2 separate regions of the Danio rerio genome follow, and region 2 is linked to region 1. Evidence: chromatin contacts called from public HiChIP or PLAC-seq data. All regions are on one chromosome and are shown on one strand. The core of a region is the stretch at or near the end of the contact, and the rest is flanking DNA. Distances in the headings are between cores, read along the strand shown.

Region 1 (3,033 bases), core at 48-2,547:
TGTTTTTGCAATCTTCTACTGTCCAATTTTGGTGAGCCTGTGCGAATTGTAGCCTCAGTTTCCTGAGAGGTGTGGCACCGGTGTGATCCTCTGCTGCTGTAGCCCATCCGCCTCAAGGTTGGACGTGTTGTGCGTTTAGAGATGCTCTTCTGTATATCTCTGTTGCAACAAGTGGTTATTTGAGTTACTGTTGCCTTTCTATCAGCTGGAACCAGTCTGGCCATTCTCATTTGTCCTCTGGCATCAACAAGGCATTTGCACCCACAGAACTCCCGCTCACTGGATATTTTCTCTTTTTCAGACCATTCTCTTTAAACCCTAGAGATGGTTGTGCGTGAAAATCCCAGTAGATCAACAGTTTCTAAAATACTCAGACCAGCCCATCTGGCATCAACAACCATGCCACGTTCAAAGTCACTTAAATCACCTTTCTTCCCCATTCTGATGCTCGGTTTAAACTGCGACTGATCCTCTTGACCATGTCTACATGCCTAAATGCATTGAGTTGATGCCATGTGATTGGCTGATTAGATATTTGCATTAACGAGCAGTTGGACAGGTGTACCTAATAAAGTGGCCGATGAGAGTCAAATCAAAACAGCCAATCAAATCATACTGGGTATTAATTTAACATAGCCCTTTTTTAACATAGACATTTTTTTCACTATATTCACTTGATTGTTTCCTTAATGACATTCTAATGCCTGTTTATTTTAATAAAATGTTTAATTATTTTAATTTTAAACTAAAATAGTCTATACATATTTAATTATGTCTTAGATACTTTTTATTTAAAGAATATTTATGCATTTTGTCCAGAAATGTCCACTTACCTCTTGCACTTCATTTTGCAGTTTGTTGTAAAATCAACTGCTGCTTATTGAGTGTGTGTGTGTGTGTGTGTGTGAGAGAGACCAAGAGAGAGTTGCTGTTTTATCCTAAGATTTTGATTGTTAAATGTACAGTGTATTCTGATCTATTTTTTTTCTTGATTTGTATGACTAATATAATAGATTGAATAATATGATATATTAAATAATAATGTGCTATATTGAATAAGATAATATATTATTTAAATTTAATTACATATAAATATCATATTTTTCCTACAACCTACCTGTTTTTTTATTGTATATGTAAGTTACTTTTTTATGTAAACTTTATAAATACTTTGGCAATACATTTGTAATGACAATAAAGCAATTATTGAATTGAATTGAATAGAGAGAGAGAGAGAGAGAGAGAGAGAGAGAGAGAGAGAGAGAGAGAGAGAGAGAGAGACAGAGAGGGACGCACGCTTGACAGTCTGTGAGCGCTAGCAGGAGCTGAGCTGCTGAACTGTCGCGTGTAGCTGCTGTTTACTTCAGTTTCTCGTTGTTTTCGCGCAAATATCTGTATGTGTCCCTCCACACTATTGTCATATTGAGTTGTGTTTGCTCTTTCTGCTTCAATCCTCTGATTTCTGTCAGACTTCAGGCCTGTCTGAGCACAAACACACCTTACAGGACTGAACTGACTTCACCATGGACAAAGTAAGTTTCTCCACTCACAATATAATATTTATCACGTCACACTTGACTATAACTGCTGTTTTACATGACTGATCGCCGAATATCATCTTAAATTGTAAATATCCTATAAGATTTTTGTCATTTTTAGCTGACAGGCTGCTTTCTGTGATTGAGTTAGCATGCTAGGCCGCTTCAAACACCCATGGCTACTTCATAGCCACTTTCCTTAGCACAAAAAGCCTGAAACAAACCTGTAGTCTTTATAAAGACATATAAATATTTTATGTTATGGTCATTAGTCATTTTGGTGTTTGAATGAGCATTAAATAACCCCAAACATGTCATTTTTTATGCTAATGTCTGCGTTAGCTCGTGTTAGCATGCTGAGAAGCGTGAGCCAGACTCGGCTAAGCTTTTGTTGAACAGTCACGACCTGCATATGTGTGTATATTTATTTTATCCCTGTCGTATTGATCACTCGTTTTTAAAATGTCTTGAATGGAAGATTAAAAAGGCGTGTATTCTTCTCACATCTCGTGGACTGGACTGGCAACGCCCAAAGGTTGACATGCACCATCCTCTATCTGGATTTGAGTTTACTCACTCAGCAAATGTTTGTGGTGCATATTCATTTGTTTAGATATATTATTAAGATGGTTATTTATTATTTATACATTATTATAAGTGTCATTAAGATTCCTTCTGTCATTGGTGCGTCATGCTTTTCTCTATGCTTTTCTGACTACTTAAAATCTGTATGATGGGTGTAATGGTTGGGCAATTATGTCATGGATAATAGTACAGTAATGGTGTATCTTTATCTAATCGGTCAGTAGATCTCTAGAGCAGTGGTTCTCAAAGTGGGGGTCGGGACCCCCCGAGGGGTCGCGGGGCAATGAAGGGGGGTCGCCTGGTGATTTCCAAAAATCTATTTATTTTTATTAAACCATAAGAATTAACATATTTTATCCATAACTATACTGAAAATAAAAATAGTCGTTTATAGTTACTTTATACTATATAGTTAATATAGTAGCTTATAGTTACTAGTTCTATTGGATTGCAACCCCTGGGGTAATTACATTATATTAAAGGCAGCAATAGCGTCAGATGCGTTTTGATTTTATAACATCAGGTTATACTTTCTGGCACATTTAAAGCACTGACACAAATTTAATTGGTGTGTCTGCGTCATTGCATGCAAGGTTTCTGTATTTATAACCACCTCAGAGGATATTGGGGGTCGCGAGTCACTGGCATTGTTATTTTGGGGGTCGCGGGCTGAAAAGTTTGGGAACCCCTGCTCTAGAGCGTGAAAGGAGGTATTTGGATTTATGGTATAAAACAGATTGAGGTTTTATATTCACTCATTCAGACTTTTACCTTAATGTAATTTCGGAAAAGCCTTCATTGCCAATTCTAAATCGTCAAATCATATTAGCAGGTAGTGAATAAAGCATCACAGTCAAATAAATAGTGCTAATGTTGTTTTTAAAGGGCACCTATGATGAAAACATCTTTT
Region 2 (3,006 bases), core at 156-2,655, 95 kb before region 1:
TTTCACTCTGCAACCTCCTCAATTCCGAGAAGTATTTTGTTTTGGTGGTAAACAGCGCTGAAAGAAAAACCTAAATAAGATGCTAAATTCTTAGAAAGAGTCTTTAAACTCACCACTTACAAATACAGCTTCCAAAAAGCCCTATGTTGTTTGGCGTCAAGGCCACAGAAGAGCCTGTTTTTTCACTATGACCTTTTGTCTGCATGGACCCATGTACCCATGACATTCGTTTTACTCGATAGCTTGACTACTACTTCTTGTTTACCGATATTTACTTGCATGTTTCAAACCTGGATGACATTGTTTGGTTCTTGGACATTGTCAAACCAAGAGCCATAACTTTAAAGAGGACTATGATTAGAGAACACACACTTCCTGTTCTTTGCAAGTCTTCTCACAAAGTTGTACTGTTCATCAGCTTGGGAATGATGAAAAAGTTAGGGCTCTATAAAAGTTTTTCGGTGCTGATATTGCTGTGTCTGGACTTCTTATAGTTATGCCTTGCTTTACATTAATTGCACAATGACTGCATCTTCTATTTTGGTGTAATTTGTCAAAAAACGAAACAATACTTGGTAGCGCTAATGAAAGTGTGTGCAAAATTTTGACGCTGACCTGACGTCTTCCGTTGTCCTGTAATAACCACGGCTCATCTTTCTTACCCAGAGTCATCAGAGTTTGCCTTCTTTTGCAGATTCAGCTTCCTGTTTTTGTCTTCAAGCTCATCAGCAATCTGTGGCAGGATTTTGTGAGAACGTTTTAGTCAGTTTCAGAAAGCCTCTGTAAATTATTTCCGCTGAGGATGGATTGGCCAGGAGACAATGGCCTGCAGGAAAACCCCTGACTTACTTCGTGTTCCCTGTTCACACTCTCCCAGACACCGCAGTCAGCCGCGAGCGTCATCGTCAGCTCGGGATCAAACGTGCTGCCGCCTCCTGGACTTCTGGGAGAGATTGTTATTCATTCCTGCGAGGAGGATGACGACGGGTCACCATTGTTGTCCCTCCGACTCCACCGATAGTCTCTGTGGCTCTGCAGGAAACCGTGTCAGATGGGCTGTTTTGATCATGTGTGTTTATGTATCTGATCTGATCCAGGAAGAGATGCTTTTGTCCTTTGCAGGAACATTGTTTTCCTTGGCTCAAGTAGACGATCCCAGATTGACTGCTGAAATCACATTTCATTAGCACATTATTAAATATCGAGAAACAGCCACATGGACGCCAAGAACTTATTAACGCAAAGCTCTTATGAAGTAAGTGTTGTGGAGATGTGTGACGGTGGTCCAAGTTGGCTGTCAGGGTTCGATGATTTATGAGGGAAAGTAAGGGAGGAGCAATGCTTTGTTTATCTCTGGAGATCTCCACAGGTTCAGCTTGGAGTAACCTCTGGAGCTTTCCTGGGGAGGGCCCGGAAAAAGTCACGCTGCGGGAAGTGTGTCTCTGGGTTTATAAACACAGATCCCGCCCTGTGTCCTGCTAGAAGTGTTTACATCTGACTACCCACAAGTGTGACAGTGCTGCGGGGTATTTTGCTAACCTTTTGACCAGGTGCTTCATTTCACAACAAGCTCCAAGAATCAAAGTCCTCCGAAGGTTCATCTCTTTCCCACAACTGGACTGCAGATATGTACAAGAACAGCTACTCCCAGGCCACGTTCGGACTGGAGGCCAAAAAAATCCACAAGGCGAAAAAGGGGAAAAGCTGCGGCTACTACATGAGGATTGTGTTCTTCTTCTCGTCTCTGATCCAGTCGCTCATCATCGCCAGCTTGGTGCTCTTCCTCGTGTACGGACAGCCAGAGAAGACCGCCGAGGAGAAGAGGCTGGAAGACCTACAGCAGGCCTACGACACGCTCTCCAAAGACCACACCAAACTGCGAAAGGAGAAAGCCGATCTCGCTACAGCCCTCAAAACGAAGAGCGGAGAGAAGGACGCAGCAGACAAGGAGATCACGAAACTGAAAACTGACCTTAACATATCAATTGCCGGCAGCAAAAACTGGCAGAGGTTGAATGTAAGTACTCTATTTGCTTGCTTGGTATTTCGATTAACAACCTGGGATTTTGCTTGTTAAGACCTGAAACACAAGAAAGACGATAATGTGAATGTTTCCAATGTCCAATATAGCTTTCCTGGACTGTACACTGGCTTTAAAAAACTTTCTTGTGTCCTAATTGTGACGATTGAGATTTCATTTAGTGTAAACCGTCATTTTATTCCAAGATATTTTGAAGTTATTCTCATGTGATTACCGTCAAATTGTACATTTGGTGGTATATTATGGCATTTTTTAAGGCAGGGGTGTCAAACTCAATTCCTGAAGGGCCGCAACCCTGCACAGTTTAGTTCCAACCCTGCTCCAACACACTTACCTGTAGGTTTCAAACAAGCCTAAAGGACTCGATTAGTTTGATCAGGTGTGTTTAATTAGGGTTGGAACTAAACTGTGCAGAGCTGCGGCCCTTTTGGAACTGAGTTTGACACCTGTGTTTTAAGGTATATTAAAATTGTAACCCCAACAATAATGAAAGGTTTGATTTCGATTGTCTGTTTTACAGAGTCAATGCGAGGCCAATGCTAAATTGAAGCTTTCAAGCACTCGAAATACTCCCCTCATGTGTCCACCAGCTAACCCCAATCAGAGTGGTGAGTCTATAAACCAATCAATGAATAATTAATGTCACGAATAAACCATCCTGTAGGCATCTCCCTCTTTTTTCGTCTCAGGTGAAGTAAAAACTCTGAATACTCTACTGGACCAGCAGAAGGCATTGTATGGGATCCTGAAGAGTAACTTCAGCCAGACCGTGGAGTACCTTAAATCTGATTTGGACCACGCAGTGAAGGATAAAAACGAGCACCACAGCCAGGTGATAAAACTGAGACAGGAAAACAAAGATTTGAAATCTCAGCTTGATGTTTACACCAAAAAGTGCAAAGAAGACTTTGCCGACTCCCTGCAAGGCATCCAGACGGTCACAACTGCCTTCCTGAGCAAAATTG

Evidence for each region. HiChIP or PLAC-seq counts read pairs in DNA pulled down with a chosen protein or histone mark.
Region 2: a contact with region 1 is called in an H3K4me3 HiChIP or PLAC-seq map of gastrula embryo, with 4 times the contacts expected there. The contact joins the promoter of plvapb here to the promoter of dda1 in region 1. A contact is called at or near these places in 1 of 18 Hi-C or Micro-C datasets (an unstated tissue) and 2 of 4 datasets of contacts at active chromatin or transcription factors (embryo and gastrula embryo).

Annotation. Positions count from the first base shown.
Region 1 is chr11:6,078,876-6,081,908 of GRCz12tu, reverse strand. It overlaps dda1 (DET1 and DDB1 associated 1), which reads left to right and starts at 1,297. Exons shown (of 5, transcript NM_213127.1): 1 at 1,297-1,532. The coding sequence starts at 1,524.
Region 2 is chr11:6,174,076-6,177,081 of GRCz12tu, reverse strand. plvapb (plasmalemma vesicle associated protein b) reads left to right here and starts at 1,405. Exons shown (of 5, transcript NM_001030244.3): 1 at 1,405-2,017; 2 at 2,562-2,649; 3 at 2,731-3,006. The coding sequence starts at 1,628. The region is part of intron 1 of LOC141376513; the gene reads right to left.